Regions from separate parts of the Mus musculus genome. Here region 2 is linked to region 1. A link is a contact called in public HiChIP or PLAC-seq data. All regions are on one chromosome and are shown on one strand. Each heading gives the region's core, a stretch centred on a gene start, on an enhancer-like site or on the middle of the called end of the contact. The rest is flanking DNA. Distances are from core to core; before and after follow the strand shown. Region 1 overlaps Robo1 (roundabout guidance receptor 1). Region 2 overlaps Robo1 (roundabout guidance receptor 1).

The links. HiChIP or PLAC-seq counts read pairs in DNA pulled down with a chosen protein or histone mark.
Region 2: an H3K27ac HiChIP or PLAC-seq map of extraembryonic endoderm stem cells shows a contact between it and region 1. The contact joins two enhancer-like sites. A contact is called at or near these places in 2 of 484 Hi-C or Micro-C datasets (nephron progenitors and neural progenitor cells), 5 of 115 datasets of contacts at active chromatin or transcription factors (astrocytes, embryonic basal ganglia, embryonic stem cells and 2 more) and 1 of 9 other capture datasets (embryonic stem cells).

Annotation. Positions count from the first base shown.
Region 1 is chr16:72,705,079-72,711,656 of GRCm38.p6, forward strand. All of the region lies in intron 1 of Robo1 (roundabout guidance receptor 1), which reads left to right. Among named protein-coding and RNA genes, the nearest start is that of Robo1, 45 kb to the left of the region's middle. Within about 2 kb of position 4,048, at least 2 of the 459 cell types and tissues checked have an H3K27ac peak or open chromatin away from gene starts, as enhancers often do. A contact at or near this core is called in extraembryonic endoderm stem cells, where this site is marked.
Region 2 is chr16:72,917,356-72,924,544 of GRCm38.p6, forward strand. The region is part of intron 3 of Robo1 (roundabout guidance receptor 1); the gene reads left to right. Among named protein-coding and RNA genes, the nearest start is that of Gm52247, 39 kb to the right of the region's middle. Within about 2 kb of position 2,411, at least 5 of the 459 cell types and tissues checked have an H3K27ac peak or open chromatin away from gene starts, as enhancers often do. A contact at or near this core is called in extraembryonic endoderm stem cells, where this site is marked.

The sequences.
Region 1 (6,578 bases), core at 2,798-5,297:
TCTGCTCAGATTTTTTTTCTTGAGTTCAGGCAAAAACCAGGAGTGCTGTGTCTAGTCTTTCTCATGCATGTGATGTATTCGGGGGGAAAAAAAAAAAAGCAGAGGGTTGTCCTTCATTATCAGAGCTGGACTGGAAACCATTTCAATTTCAATACAAGTGACTGCCAGTCTCTTTATCATGTTCGAAATGTCTGAGGTTAAATGGAGTTTGCGGGATGAGAACTAGACACTTTGGTTTTTTTCAAAACAGCACTATTTTTCTTGATTCTCAGATCAAGTCTCTTTGTCTTTAGGCCCCATACATATCTTGCTCTCATTCCCATGTTAATGAAACTGCTAATTTACATTTGAAGGGCCCCAAACTCACCAGGAAAATTACTAATCAAATTGAACTTTCAGGGTCTGATTTAATTTGGTGGCATTAGTAGACATGCCTTGGACTCTTGGGGAAGAATTATTGAATGCTAATTTTAATTTGGTTGAATATAATCTAATATAAAATTCTACCTTGAGCAATGGAAAATTAAATTACTGTTTTTGTATCTGCAAATAGAAACTTTGTGTGTTTAGTACAGTTTTTGTTTACTTAGGATAGAAATAAATTTTCAATCTATGTTTAAGAAATAGAAATCTCGCCATGGTTGTATTATGGTAGATAAAAACCTAAAGAGCAAATCAGCCCTGGGGCTTTGGTAGGGAAAAACCATTAGATGGGTCCCCTCACCTGTTAAACCCAGCTGTCCATAGTGAGATTCAGCTTTGTTTGAGAGTGTTTTCTATGGAAATCTTAGCAGGAAACTCTAAACTGTTGGTGACAAGAGTAGACTATTTTATAAACCACGCCGTGACCAGGATCAAGTATCAGTGGACAGATTCAAGCCCCCATTCTCCTCTTTCAGATATTCAGTTTGGTGGCATTTTGTAAAACTATCTATCCTTTTCCATTGCCAAGCTGACTAATCTGCTGGTCTGTTGACACCATCTGTCTGAAGAATCCGAGGCGACTACCCAACAGTTTTGGTTCAGTTTTCAATAGAAACACATTCTTCAAGTGTCTCTTTTTTTTTTTTCCTTCTTCTTCTTAATCTCCTAAGTTTTAACATTGTGAATCACCTTGGAATTTCCCCTCTTCTCTTTCTCTTCCTCTCCAACTCGTCTCCTCTCCCTATTGTCCAAACATTCTATTAACGTTGTTTTCAGGATAGTGGCATTTATGTACTAGTACAGACCATTACATTGGATGTAGGACTCTCATTTTACAGAGGACTGATAGAGCATATCTGAAGTCTTGGGGTGGATCCCTAGTATGAAAAGAAAAAGAAAGAGAAAAAGAAAAAGAAAGAGAAACTGAGATGGGTAAAGACTCTGCATGTGTGTACACTTCTGTACATATGTGAGTATGTGTGTGTGTGTGTGTGTGTTTGGAGGATATTGTATTGAACCACAATATAAATATGCTCACAATAAATATGTTATATTTATGTAACTTCCTTTATCTAAGCAAATCCAATTCATAAACACAATCTCCTCCCTTGCTGGTTAAAGCAATCTTGGAAGTCCCCCAGAGCTCATTCTGGTGGCTTTGTCACGCTTTATGGGTGGTGCTTGGAGGCTGTGTCACTTCATTTTCTCATGGCTGTGACAAAGTACCAAATGGGAGAAACTTAGGGGAAGAAGGATTGATTGTGGCTCAGGATTTAAGAGATGAAGTATTTCAGGGCAAGAAGACACTGCAGCTGCAATCTGACATGGCTGGTTCCATTGTGCCCTTGTTGGAGAAGCAGACTGAGGGAGATACTTGGCCTCAGTTTGCCTTCTCCTTCTCTCTCTTCCTTTTCTTCAGTTCCAGCACCCAGCCTTGGTGATGCTGCTACCAGCACAGCAAAGGTTATTCTTCATCTGGTCATGATGACAATGAATGTTAACTCTCACAGCAATGTAAAAAAAAAAACCCAAAAAACAAAAAAACAAAAACTTTGATCATACAGTAATATTTTTACCTATAAGCATATCATTAGATGTAAATGAAGACGCTCGCACTCTCTCTCTCTCTCTCTCTCTCTCTCTCTCTCTCTCTCTCTCTCTCTCTCAATATAAGTAGGAACTGGAGAAAGTAGAGAATTGCAGAGCCAACAATGAAAATCTCTTAAAAAGATCTTAAGGAGGACACTCTAGAGAGAGAAAAACTGAATTTAGTAGGGCAGTTAGACTATTAGAGGCATGTGTTTACCAAGGAAGGAAATGTCTTCAGTAGTGAAATTACATTGACTCAATAAGCTCCAACCACAGAAAACACACGGGTGAGATCAGATTTAGGGCAGAAGAGACCACTAGCTAAACAGAAATCACTCTTCTTTCTTTTTCTTTTGTGTTATTATTTCATTTTTTTCTACACTGAAGACAGTTCATTCCCATGCAAGTATGGATAGAATAGATCTTTCTGGCCATCTTCAGGTTGGAAAATCCTTGGTCTCAGTGGAAATTCCTGGTGTCAGTAGTCATTGATCTAACCAGACTGGGAGAAGTATGAAGGGAAGGTATAACTAGCTATGGGTTCTCCTATCGCCACCCTCCATCAACCCCCGCCCCAATCGCCACTATGTGTAGTTAATGTATATTTGAAGAGAATTTTAGTTTAATTTTAGTTATTTAAGAGTTGAAGAAAAGAATGGCTTCAGTAATCTGAATTAATTAAAGATGCTGAATTACAAATGAAATGGGGACTGTCTTTCACCTTCAAGTATCAGTACCAGTATGTGTCAGAACACACCATTAGTGAGTGAGTGTTCCTTAGCAAATCCTTCTGTGTTGTTTGTTGCTATAGTTTTTGAAATGGACTCTTACTGTGTTGCTGAGGCTAGTGTTCAATATCTAGCCCAAGAAATGATGCTGCCTCATCCTCCCAAGGGTTGAGAGTGCAAGCAAGCAAGCGCCACTGAATCCAGTTAATTTTGGCTTACAGTTTCACTAACAGAAATGCAATACTAGAAAAGTCTCTAAATGGAACATTTTTTAACAGAATATTTTCATTGCCTTCTTAAGATTTATTTATTTATGAGTGCTCTGTTTTCATGCACATCAGAAGAAGAAATCAGATTCCATTATAGATGGTTGAGAGCTACCTTGTAGGTGCTGGGAATTGAACTCAAGACCTCTGGAAGAGCAACCAGTGCACTTAACCACCGAGCCACCTCTCTAGCCCAACGGAACAGTCTTAAGCTGTCTCAAGGTACACTTGTAAATCTTTCTTCCAGTTCATAAGAGAGACAGCTTACAATGTTGCTCTGACCCGGTTCTCAAACCACAAATGTGGGAGAAACTGACCTGTTTTTCTATGATATGCTTTTGACATTATTTGGGAACTATTCACACTAAGCCTTTGCTTAAAGAAGAAATGAAAGGAATTTTAAAATGTGGACTATGGGCAGATAGTGACAGTTAACCATACGCCCAATGGCTGTGCTCATTGCTATGAATATTTATTAAAGGATTATTCAATAGCCTTGGCAGTATTCTAAAGGCCTTAGCATGTCAGTATAAATCCTTAGATTTTTATCTATTCATGCCCTGGTGTTGCCAGATACTCTTGGTTGCTCTGCTAACCATAGGCTTTTTAGATCTAAGTTAGCCAAGTTCAGCTTTCTCAAGAGTCTTGGCTTGGAAGCAGGGATCAGTGGTCCAGACTGTTTAACCACTCATTCACATGTTTTCTTCTAACTCACGACCTGCCTCAGGACCTCTTTCTCAGTACATTCTGTTTTCTTTGTGGTTCTTGCTGTGGACTTTTGCCTCTCAGACCTGTCCTTCAAGACTTAGGAATTGGAGTCTCTTATTTGAGTCCTGGACATTTTTGCTAGCCCCTTCTCAAGTGATTTTGTGCAGAATCTGGGAAATACTTGTTCTACCTTTTCTGTGAACTCCATTGTTGCAAATGACGTCTTTTCTCTTTATCTTACTGCACCAGTGAACACCCAGAGATACTGTGGGTTAGATATGGGGAGTGGGATTTGGTATCCAAATGACGGACTCCAGATTGGAATCCTGAATCCATAGATAGTCTTAGCTCAGATGTGGGAAGGCCACCTAGTGTACTGGAAGGCTTGGCGGTGGATCCTAATCCGTAGTCATGATAACACAGAGCTTAAGTATCTTACTCACTGAGTAAATCACTCTGGGTGGGTCACTGGACTGTTACTAGTTTCTTCCAGGCTAACACCATGTCAGAGCATCTTGGAGTTTAACCTTTTTGATTTTGTTTGTTGGTTTTGTTTTGTTTTAACATTTCTGGAAGGTATTTGCTCCCTATCTTGCAAAGATTTTTTTTTTTTTTGTAATTATAAGGATTGCATTATTGATCTACTAGTATGGTTCTCTCTCTCTCTCTCTCTCTCTCTCTCTCTCTCTCTCTCTCTCTCTCTCTCTTAAACAAAATTGTTTAAAATCTAGGAAGGAAGGACTGGAGAGATTGCCCAGAGGTTAAGAGCACTGGCTGTTCTTCCAGAGGTCCTGAGTTCAATTCCCAGCAACTGCAGGGTGGTTTGTAATCATCTATAATGAGATATGGTGCCCTCTTTTGGCCTTCAGGCATACATGCAGGCAGAACTCTGTATATATTTAATGAATAGGTAAATCTTTAAAAAAAATCCATGAACAAATCATTTGACACCTACTTTATTTTCAGATATTAGGAGGTAATAATAAAAATGACTACTATGTCTTTAACTTGTGTTTTGGGAGCCTGCTCTTCTCTCCCCTGTCTTCCGTTGTTCTCCCAATTGGTTTTATTTTTGTTGTTGTTTTGGGGTGTGTGGGGGTGTGCAAACACAGACTTTTTCTCCCCCCCCCCCGTGTTTGTTTAGGCAGAGCCTCATGTTATCCAAGATGTCCTCATTATGTCCTCAAGGATAACACTGACCTTCTAGTCCTCTAGTCCTCTTGGCTCAGCCTCCCAAGTGATAATATTCGTGTAACACCACACTCTGTTTGTTTGATGCTGGGGGGGCGCGGGGGGTGGGTTGTCCAAACTCCAGCAACAGAGGGAATCCCCAGCCCCAGACACACCCCTCATTTCTTAGATGGGTAAAGCTATCTCCCTTTAAAACTTGTGACAAAGAAACTGTGTCCTGTTATTAATGAGAAAATGCTCCGGCCTATTTGCCTAGGATGGAGGAAGGGGGAATGGACTGGAGGAACATTATATAACCACAAACGATCTCCAGACACTGGGTTCAGTCAGGTTTCCTTCTTTTTTTTTTTTTTTTTTTTTTTGTCAGAGAGGCACATAGTCTGGTTAGCGCTCCAGAGTTGATACCTCAACTTTGCTCAACCCAACACTATAATGGCCTAAAACAAAAGAGACGGAGAGATCCTCTTTTGGGTAGTTAGTGTATGTTATCACTTCCCTTTTCCTTTAATTTTAGTCTTCGTGCCTCCCTCTCTACTCCTGTTTGGAGAAAGCAAGTATAAACAGATGCAGTCACCACCTACAGAACAATCTCTTTCCCTAGGAGTCTAGACCAATTACGTTGAAAAATTACCCAAGTTTCAAATGACAAGAATGTTTGTCCAAACTCTTGTTTTCATATGAGATTGTGCGCTATTTAATAACAGCGATTTAACTCTGTCTGCAAACAACAATAACTTGGCTGTTTATTTTTAATTTGATATGCAGTACAAAATCACATTTGTGTTCATATGATTTCATATAGAATAATTACTGTAATGTTTGGCTCTGGGCTTTTTTCTCTCTCTCTCTCTCTTTTGTAAGATAAACTTCAGAAATGTGAAGCTATAATTTTCCACATGAGCTTCTGCTGGGTGTGTCACCATTGACTTCTGTGTCCATGCAGCACACACACCACTGAGAAGTGAAGTGATACTGTGTTCTCCAGTGGTAAATTAGGAGTGTATATAGTAAGTGGAGTTTATTGTAGGCTTGTTTCATTTTACTTTCGTCTTGGGCAGGCCCTGATCATGGAAGGCCATGCAGTGCTAAGTGAGATTTCTAGGCAATTAGCAATCTACTCAATATGTGATTCAAAAAATCATCATCAGCATAAGAAAACTAAAATTAGGTCTCCTTCCTGCTCATGTTCCTACATCATGGTCTTTTGCCCTATACTCCTTCATTCATCCTTACTGTTAAAACTAGGTTTTTCCATATGTGAGTTTCTATAATACTCCAGTTTTTACTAGCTATTTGTCTTGGTGAATACAGTTAGAAATTAATTATTTTTTTTTGAGGGGGAGTCATATTTTATTGGTTACAGCAATACTCTTCTTGTATTTTAGGCAAAGTGTCCTGTATACCAGAATGGCAGTTAGTTTCTCAAATGTGGTGTGTTGGATAATTTTATGTCCACTTGACACAGATTAGAGTCATCTGCGAGGAGAGAAGCCCAGTTGAGGAAATGCATCCAGAAGATTGGGCTGTCCAAAAGGGTGCTGGGCATTTTCTTAATTAGTGATTGATGTGTGAGGGCCCCACCCATTGTGGGTGGAGCCACTCCTGGGTTGGTTATCTTAGGTTCTGTAAGAAAGTAGACTGAAAAAGCCTGTGAGCAGCATCTCTCCATTTC
Region 2 (7,189 bases), core at 1,161-3,660, 210 kb after region 1:
TCCTGGGCCTTCAATTGCAACCGCGGCTGCACCTTCACCAATGGCCTTCCATGGCCTCTCACAGTGTTGAGCCTCAGCTGCTCTTTGTGACCCCTTCATGCCTTCAAAACCAGTACCACCTGGGTGACCCTTACATATTACCAAGTCCCGCTGCAGCAGGAGTACAACCTTGGCCATCTCTGGAACACAGCCTCTTTGTGCTTTCAGAAAACACTTCCCAGAAGATGTCACCTCAATGATGTTGGTCTCTTCTTAATCACCGCTAATTTCTTAGCTCCAGCTAACCAGCATCAATAGTCCCAGTAATGCCAAGTTTTTGCTTTAGTAGTTCTGGTATCTTGTTAATCACAGCTGATTCTTCAGCCCCAGCTAACCAGAACTACAGAATCTTCACAATCAAAACAGCAATGGCCCTGAAAAGAGTCTTTAATTTTCCCTCTGAAATTTCACAAACCAGACCTCCATCTTCTGCAGTGTTCTCAACATTATCTTCCAAGAAGCTCCTACACAACATCCGACAGAGCTCTTAACAACGGATGGATCTTCAAGCCCAAAGTTCCAAAGTCCTTCCACAGTCCTCCCCAAAACATGGTCAGGTTGTCACAGGAATACCCCACTCCTGGTACCAATTTGTCTTAGTCAGGGTTTCTATTCCTGCACAAACATCATGACCAAGAAGCAAGTTGGGGAGGAAAGGGTTTATTCGGCTTACACTTCCATACTGCTGTTCATCACCAAGGAAGTCAGGACTGGAACTCAAGCAGGTCAGAAAGCAGGAGCAGATGCAGAGGCCATGAAGGGATGTTCTTTACTGGCTTGCCTCCCTTGGCTTGCTCAGCCTGCTCTCTTATAAAACCCAAGACTACCAGTCCAGAGATGGTCCCACCCACAAGGGGCCTTTCCCCCTTGATCACTAATTGAGAAAATGCCTTACAGTTTGATCTCATGGAGGCATTTCCTCAACTGAAGCTCCTTTCTCTGTGATAACTCCAGCTGTGCCAAGTTGACACAAAACTAGCCAGTACAGATCCTTAATGGAAAGAACTTGAGCAGGGGAGGGGAGGGAGGGGAGGGGAGGGGCTGGCAAGCTAGTGGAGAAAGTGAGGGAAAGAGAAAGGAGGAGAGCCTAGGAAAGAGGAGATCCAGAGAGTGGGGGAGGGGGAGGAACAGGAACATAGAGGAAGAAGGAAAAGGTGGAGAATGGGTGGGGAGAGAGGAAGGGAGTTGTAAGAGTTTTAAGATGAATGAAAACACTCATTCTAAGTTACTGTGTATCAGTGTCTTGATTTTCAGTGATGATGGGCTGAAGATGTGGCTTCTGTGAGAGATTCCTTACCAAGCATGCAGGAAGCCATGGGGTTGATCTCCAGTCCCATATGAACAGGGTCTGGTGGATCATTCTGGTAATGCAAGCACTGGGGAAATGCAGATGGGAAGATCAGCAGTCCCAGGCTATCATTAATATGTGACGTCATGACCAGCCAGAGAGTGTGAGAACTTGTGAGAGATCAGAGTTTAACTTAATAAATAAACAACTTGTGGAATAAATTGCGTAGAAGGTTCACGAACACAAACAAACATTTGTGAAATGATAGCATAGCCTGGTCCACAGGTTCATAAGTTGCATCAAATGTATGTCTTGTGTAACGTATACCTTTGGCAGCCTTGATATTGTGTAGTCTGTCTGCTCATTCTTGCCCAGATCATTTAGCATACCAAGTTATCATTCCTCGGATAACCCTTACAATCACTGTGAGCTGACACAAGAGCCACAGAGGCAAGGCAAGCATGTCCAGTGGCAGAGTTAAAGTGGTAGAAGCCACATTGGAGACAATTGATTTCTAGGATAGTAAGTAACTTCTTAGCAGTTTGGAAAATACTATGTAGTTGTCAGGGATATTCTGAGTAAAGTGTTAGACTTCCGTGTATATAATTGACCTCACATATGTGATCATCCTATATAATCCCAAGCATTTTGATTTTGGTAATACATCAATATTTTATCCGTATAGTCTTCTATTTAGTCTCTAGACAACATTCTACTCTTCTGATTCTTTGCTTTTTTTTCCCCAAAACTGGTTTCTGCTAAGCCAGTTTTACTATTATTTCTTCTCAAAATGCCAGCCCCACCAGCATCTTATATCCAGACTGTCAGACAACACAAGAGGGCTGCCTTGTTGATCTGCCTGTCTCCTCACCCTGTGCTTCTAATTACCGTCCTCAATCCTCCAGCCCAAAGGGCTCCCCTCACAAAGAAGAAAGGCTACTAGACATTTTTCTAATCTCTCCACAAAAGTGAGAGTTCAGAATTCAAACTAATTCTCAGTGAGCTATCCCTATCTCAAGTACTATAGCGATGCAGGATGAGCCCAGGCTGCCAAAAGGTATTTCCTGCCTCAGGCTCTTGACGGTAACCTGCTACCTAGAGTACAGAAATCAGAAACACAAGTGTTGTCCTGATTTCTGCTCACAGTGAGTATACTCTTACCCCTCTGCTTTCAGTGCCTTCAGTTCTATGCACTTTGATATATTTGATCAGCCCAGTCAATTTCTCCAAATTGCCGTAGACTAGTGGAATTTCACCGGAGTCTGGGAGCACTTTGTTTAATTATAGGTTGAAGTCTCTTGCCAAATTAAAGACACAATCTTTTATGGGTTCAAGGATGGTGTTCTAACCCGTTTATTTTATTTTTCAATGTTCTATTAATCTCAAATGAAATGTTTCTCAGGAAAAAAAAATCTAGCTTCAAATTTACTTGAAAGAATTGCCTATAAATGTTATCTTTGAGTTGACAAAGTTCACTGGTATCAGCCTGGGCTTGGGAAAGCCTTTGTGTTTCGACAGTTTGCTTTGCCAGTCAGGTATCTCTGATTGTTCATGATGGCCAGGTGGCGTTTGGTTTCTTTCTGTTTACCTCAAACAAAATGAATTGTAACCTTCTTTTTTAAGTAGTACATTCCAAAGTTCACTGATTGTACAAGGCCCTCTCTCTTTACAAGAGGCCCCAAATGCAGAAATCAAAGAAACATTTGAAGCCATTCATGTTTAAATTACTTCTCATCTGAACCTTTGAAAGGGACCTGGGATTTCCTTTTCATTATTTATGCTTGGCCAAAATTAACTTTATTCCTCTATGGTGTCTACACTGAAAGATTCTCCCTCAAGAATAATTTCAATTTTCATTCCTAGGCCAAAGTCCCTAATGCTGACTGGACTTTTTCTATTGTTTAAAGGGCCAGATGCTTTTAAACCAAACATAGATTGGTAACGTCTGACCGCTTCAGTCTTTATCTCCTTAAAACCAAAGAATTTGATAATATGATAAATCATACACTTGTAAAAAATAATCTGGTGTACATTAACAGAATTACTACCAGATGGTACAGCATTTCGCTTCCTAAATCTTAGAAGTATAGGTGCTCCTGAAACATGGAAGGGTGACCATGCTTAAAACAGGCTTAGGTTAAAATCCACTTGTGTGGAAAACTCTCAAGAGCAGTTGAGCTCAATTTATAGAAAATTGGTTGAAGGTAATGGACCTTCATCTCCTTGAGAGGATAAAGGAATCCATCATTTCTTAAGCTGCCTTTTACACCCTCTTCTCTCATCTAGATGCATCCCTCCACTCCACAGAACCCTGCATCACGCTTGCAAAGATCCTATCGGGTTTACCCATCTTCATTAGAGAAGCCTATAAATATTCTGCCTGAACTCTAAGCAAGCTATAATAAACTCATGTTTACCTACAAGCAAGAGAGCTGTTCTCGCTGCATAGTCACTAATGTGGGATGTTTCCCTAACTCCACATCCTGCACACAACACAGGCAATATGTGCTGTAAATAGGCACATCTATTCCGATGACAACTCGAAGGATTAAATGTAATTAGGCTGGATTTCGTATCAAGCATGCTTAAGTCTGTCATGTGCTGAAAGGGGGACCCTAGGTCTAACACCCTGGCGAAGCCCTGGGATCATATTTATTTGTTCTAGTCTTTGGAGCTCAGTGTTTCCATACATTTACACAGTATTGCAGATGTGTACCGCCTGTTGTGGGAAGCCAAGAAAATATACGTTCCTAATCTCTATCCAGAAGAAAGCCCACTAGAGAAGCTTTGCTTTGTATGTGCGCAGAATGGGGTCCAGGGCACTAATGATCTGGAACAAATGATTGCTATTCCCTGATTGTTAGTTATCTCATATCCCTCCCCCAAACAGAACAAAACAAAACAGGAGAATGTGTCTTTATTGTGAGTAGGTTGTAAAACTAACGATAAAGCCTGCAGCATTGGACTATATATACACCACAGGTGTTAAAGATGTCATAACTATGATGAACACAGATTGCTACATGGAAATATCAGGCTATTGATTAAACTTGCCACAGACTTGATGAAGAAAGTTTCATGTGCTAACTTGCCTACCCAAAGCCACTAAAAGCATTTTGCACCTAAGACAGTGTTTCATTTTTTTTTTGTTCTTCAGATGTCATTTAAAATTCCCAGACACGAGTCAGAGAACTTAGATGCATTTCTTTGGGGAGATGATCAGAATTGGAATTTGTCTTCCATAGTGTAACATAAGAGTTTGGAATGATATCCAGTTCTGGAATATTAAGCAGGGTCTGAAGAGATGACAGCAGACATCATGAAAAGCCGGTTCATGCAATCGCCCTGGAAAAATACAGATAACATGTTTTCTACATAGATGCTGTGTATTTTAAATGCTAAACTTAGGAAAAAGTCCCAGTCGTCACAGAACGTGTTGATGCATGGAAGACAAGCAAAGAAGGATGGGAAATTGCGTTTATCTCTGGTTGTATTGTCCTTGTTAGGCTTCCCATTGGCTGACATCACTTCCAGCACAACCACCTGGTAGTGGCAGAGTTCCTGGGGTAGGGGTGGGGGTTGTGGGGGATGTGGGGGTCTGGAAGCAACCTAGGACTTACAAAATTCTGATTTCCAACTCCAAGTTCTAACTGTAATTTAGACATAGGTCATGAACAATTGTAGCCCCCTTGATGGTTAAGCCGAGGTCCGGGAGCAATCAGTAGATCCATTATAGCAATCTGTAGTCCCTTGATGCTCTTGGCAGAGCATTTCTCCTTTGTGTTTTCCGTCTCCGCTATGGAACTGAACCACGTATGATTGTAAGAGGATGTCTTTGAAGCCAACCCAAATGGTTTTTTAAATGTTTTTTGAAATAAGTAGCTTTCTCCTTTGTTTGGTTTTCATAGATCAGAATAGAAGTAGACGCCCACGGGAAGTTCTTGTTTTAACTTTTCAGGTAGCATGGTTCATCACTAGCTGGCAAGAGGTGTGCATGGCTAATGCTAACACCTAATGTTAATGTTTGAACTCTTGTTCAGTCTTTGTGTTCCTGAAGGATTACATTCACTAAACATAAATAAGTGATCATTCTTCATAAGTTACACACACACACACACACACACACACACACACACACATAATATATAACATAATGCTTAGAGATATGAGGGTGATTTGTTTTCTCATGTATCCCCAATGACTAAGGCACAGAACTGTCAAGTCAATGAGTTTTGTTTTTTTTCTAGCATCATATTATGTTCAATAAAAGAAAAGGAAATTCGCAGTATGGGTTTGAATTTATACCTCTATTCTCTTTGGCATGATGTTCTGGTTAACTAACTCACCAATTAATTTCAGCTGCTTATTTGCATGTTTTTCCTTATAATTCTTTGATATTCTGAGATGAAAACAGGAGCAGCTAGAGATCAAACTTAACTTCAACCTGCAGTTTTTACAAAATGTGCTTAAACTTGTGTAGGATCTCAGTGAATAGTATTAGATAATCCTGTTGCTCTTTTATATTTGCAAATTTCCTTTTTCTAAAGTCAGTCTGCCCACTGTGTTTCCAAGTCCAAGGATTCCTGCTGCACTCAACTGTGGCTCTCTGTCAGGGTGTAAGAGAATGTTATAAATTAGGCCCGGTCTCTGGAAAAGGCATTATCTTTGCAAAGTATTTGGTGGAGAAGGAAATCCTCACACTCAAGCAAAACTGTAGAGAACAAGGAAGCCCAGCAAGAAGGCAGAGAGAGAGAGAGAGAGAGAGAGAGAGAGAGAGAGAGAGAGCGAGAGAGCGCTTTGCTGTTGGCAAAGTATTTTCAGCTCTTGTCCTTGTAACTCAAAAGAGCCAAGAGTTTGAAAGCGAGCTTTTCTCTTCTCAAATACTATGAACATTTGTCATCTTTATTTCTAGAGTGCAGTCATAATTCCTCCGTAGATTTTTATTTCAGACGGTCGTAGCGGTGGCTATATGTAAATTCAGAATTATAGCCAGATGGCTTGGGGAGGCGATAAAAAGCCAACCAGGTTTTGTGGGAGAGTGAAAATTGCCCATAAGACTTGGCTTTTACCTTTAAAACAGCAGGACATTGTTTCATGAGACCTGTGAAGGAAATAATACATTAAGTTTAGTAGCTGTGGGCTAAATTAATTTTTCATATCCAAGCTGAATACTACCATGTAATCTGCCCAGAATTTTCATAGACGTAAAAGCCAAATCAGCTCCCTTGCTTTTAGGAGATGGCTTGCAAAGGCTACTTTATGACAAAACCGCTCTTTATATTGCTTGGTTTTTTTACGCGATTCACTTTGGGGTTCTAGTCTAAATGGCTTGGGAATCAGACACCTCGGGAATCAGCTAAAAGCTTATGCTGGGTCATCTGCCTGCCATTTCATCAGCTGGCTGCAGTGGCCAGCTGGAGTTTGGAATATTATAAATTAGACGGGAGTTTTCTCCCTTGATTGTTTTAGGGACCATGCTGTAGTGCCCCCCCCCAATGGATTTGCAGCAGAAAATGCCAAATTCAAGTCTTCTATTCTTGTCTTTAAGCCCCCACTTATGCAAGAAAACTAGGTAGACATTAAGAAGTCCATGTTTCTTAATCTTTGCTTTTTTTCTCTTTGTTAAAATAACACTTCATGAATAGGTCCTCTGGTGGTGTGCTCCCATTATAAGGAAAGGTCTTAATTTATCCTTCACAATGAAAAGTATCCTCTCCCTCTAACTTAACTGTGTCTCTGCAGGGTGCCTCCCACTTGCCTGCAATTAGCTGGGCTAGATGTAGTCTGTCATCAAATTATCATAGGTGCACTTCACCAATTTATAAATTGCTCGGAGGAGGAAGAGGCGAAGTTCAGCAAAAG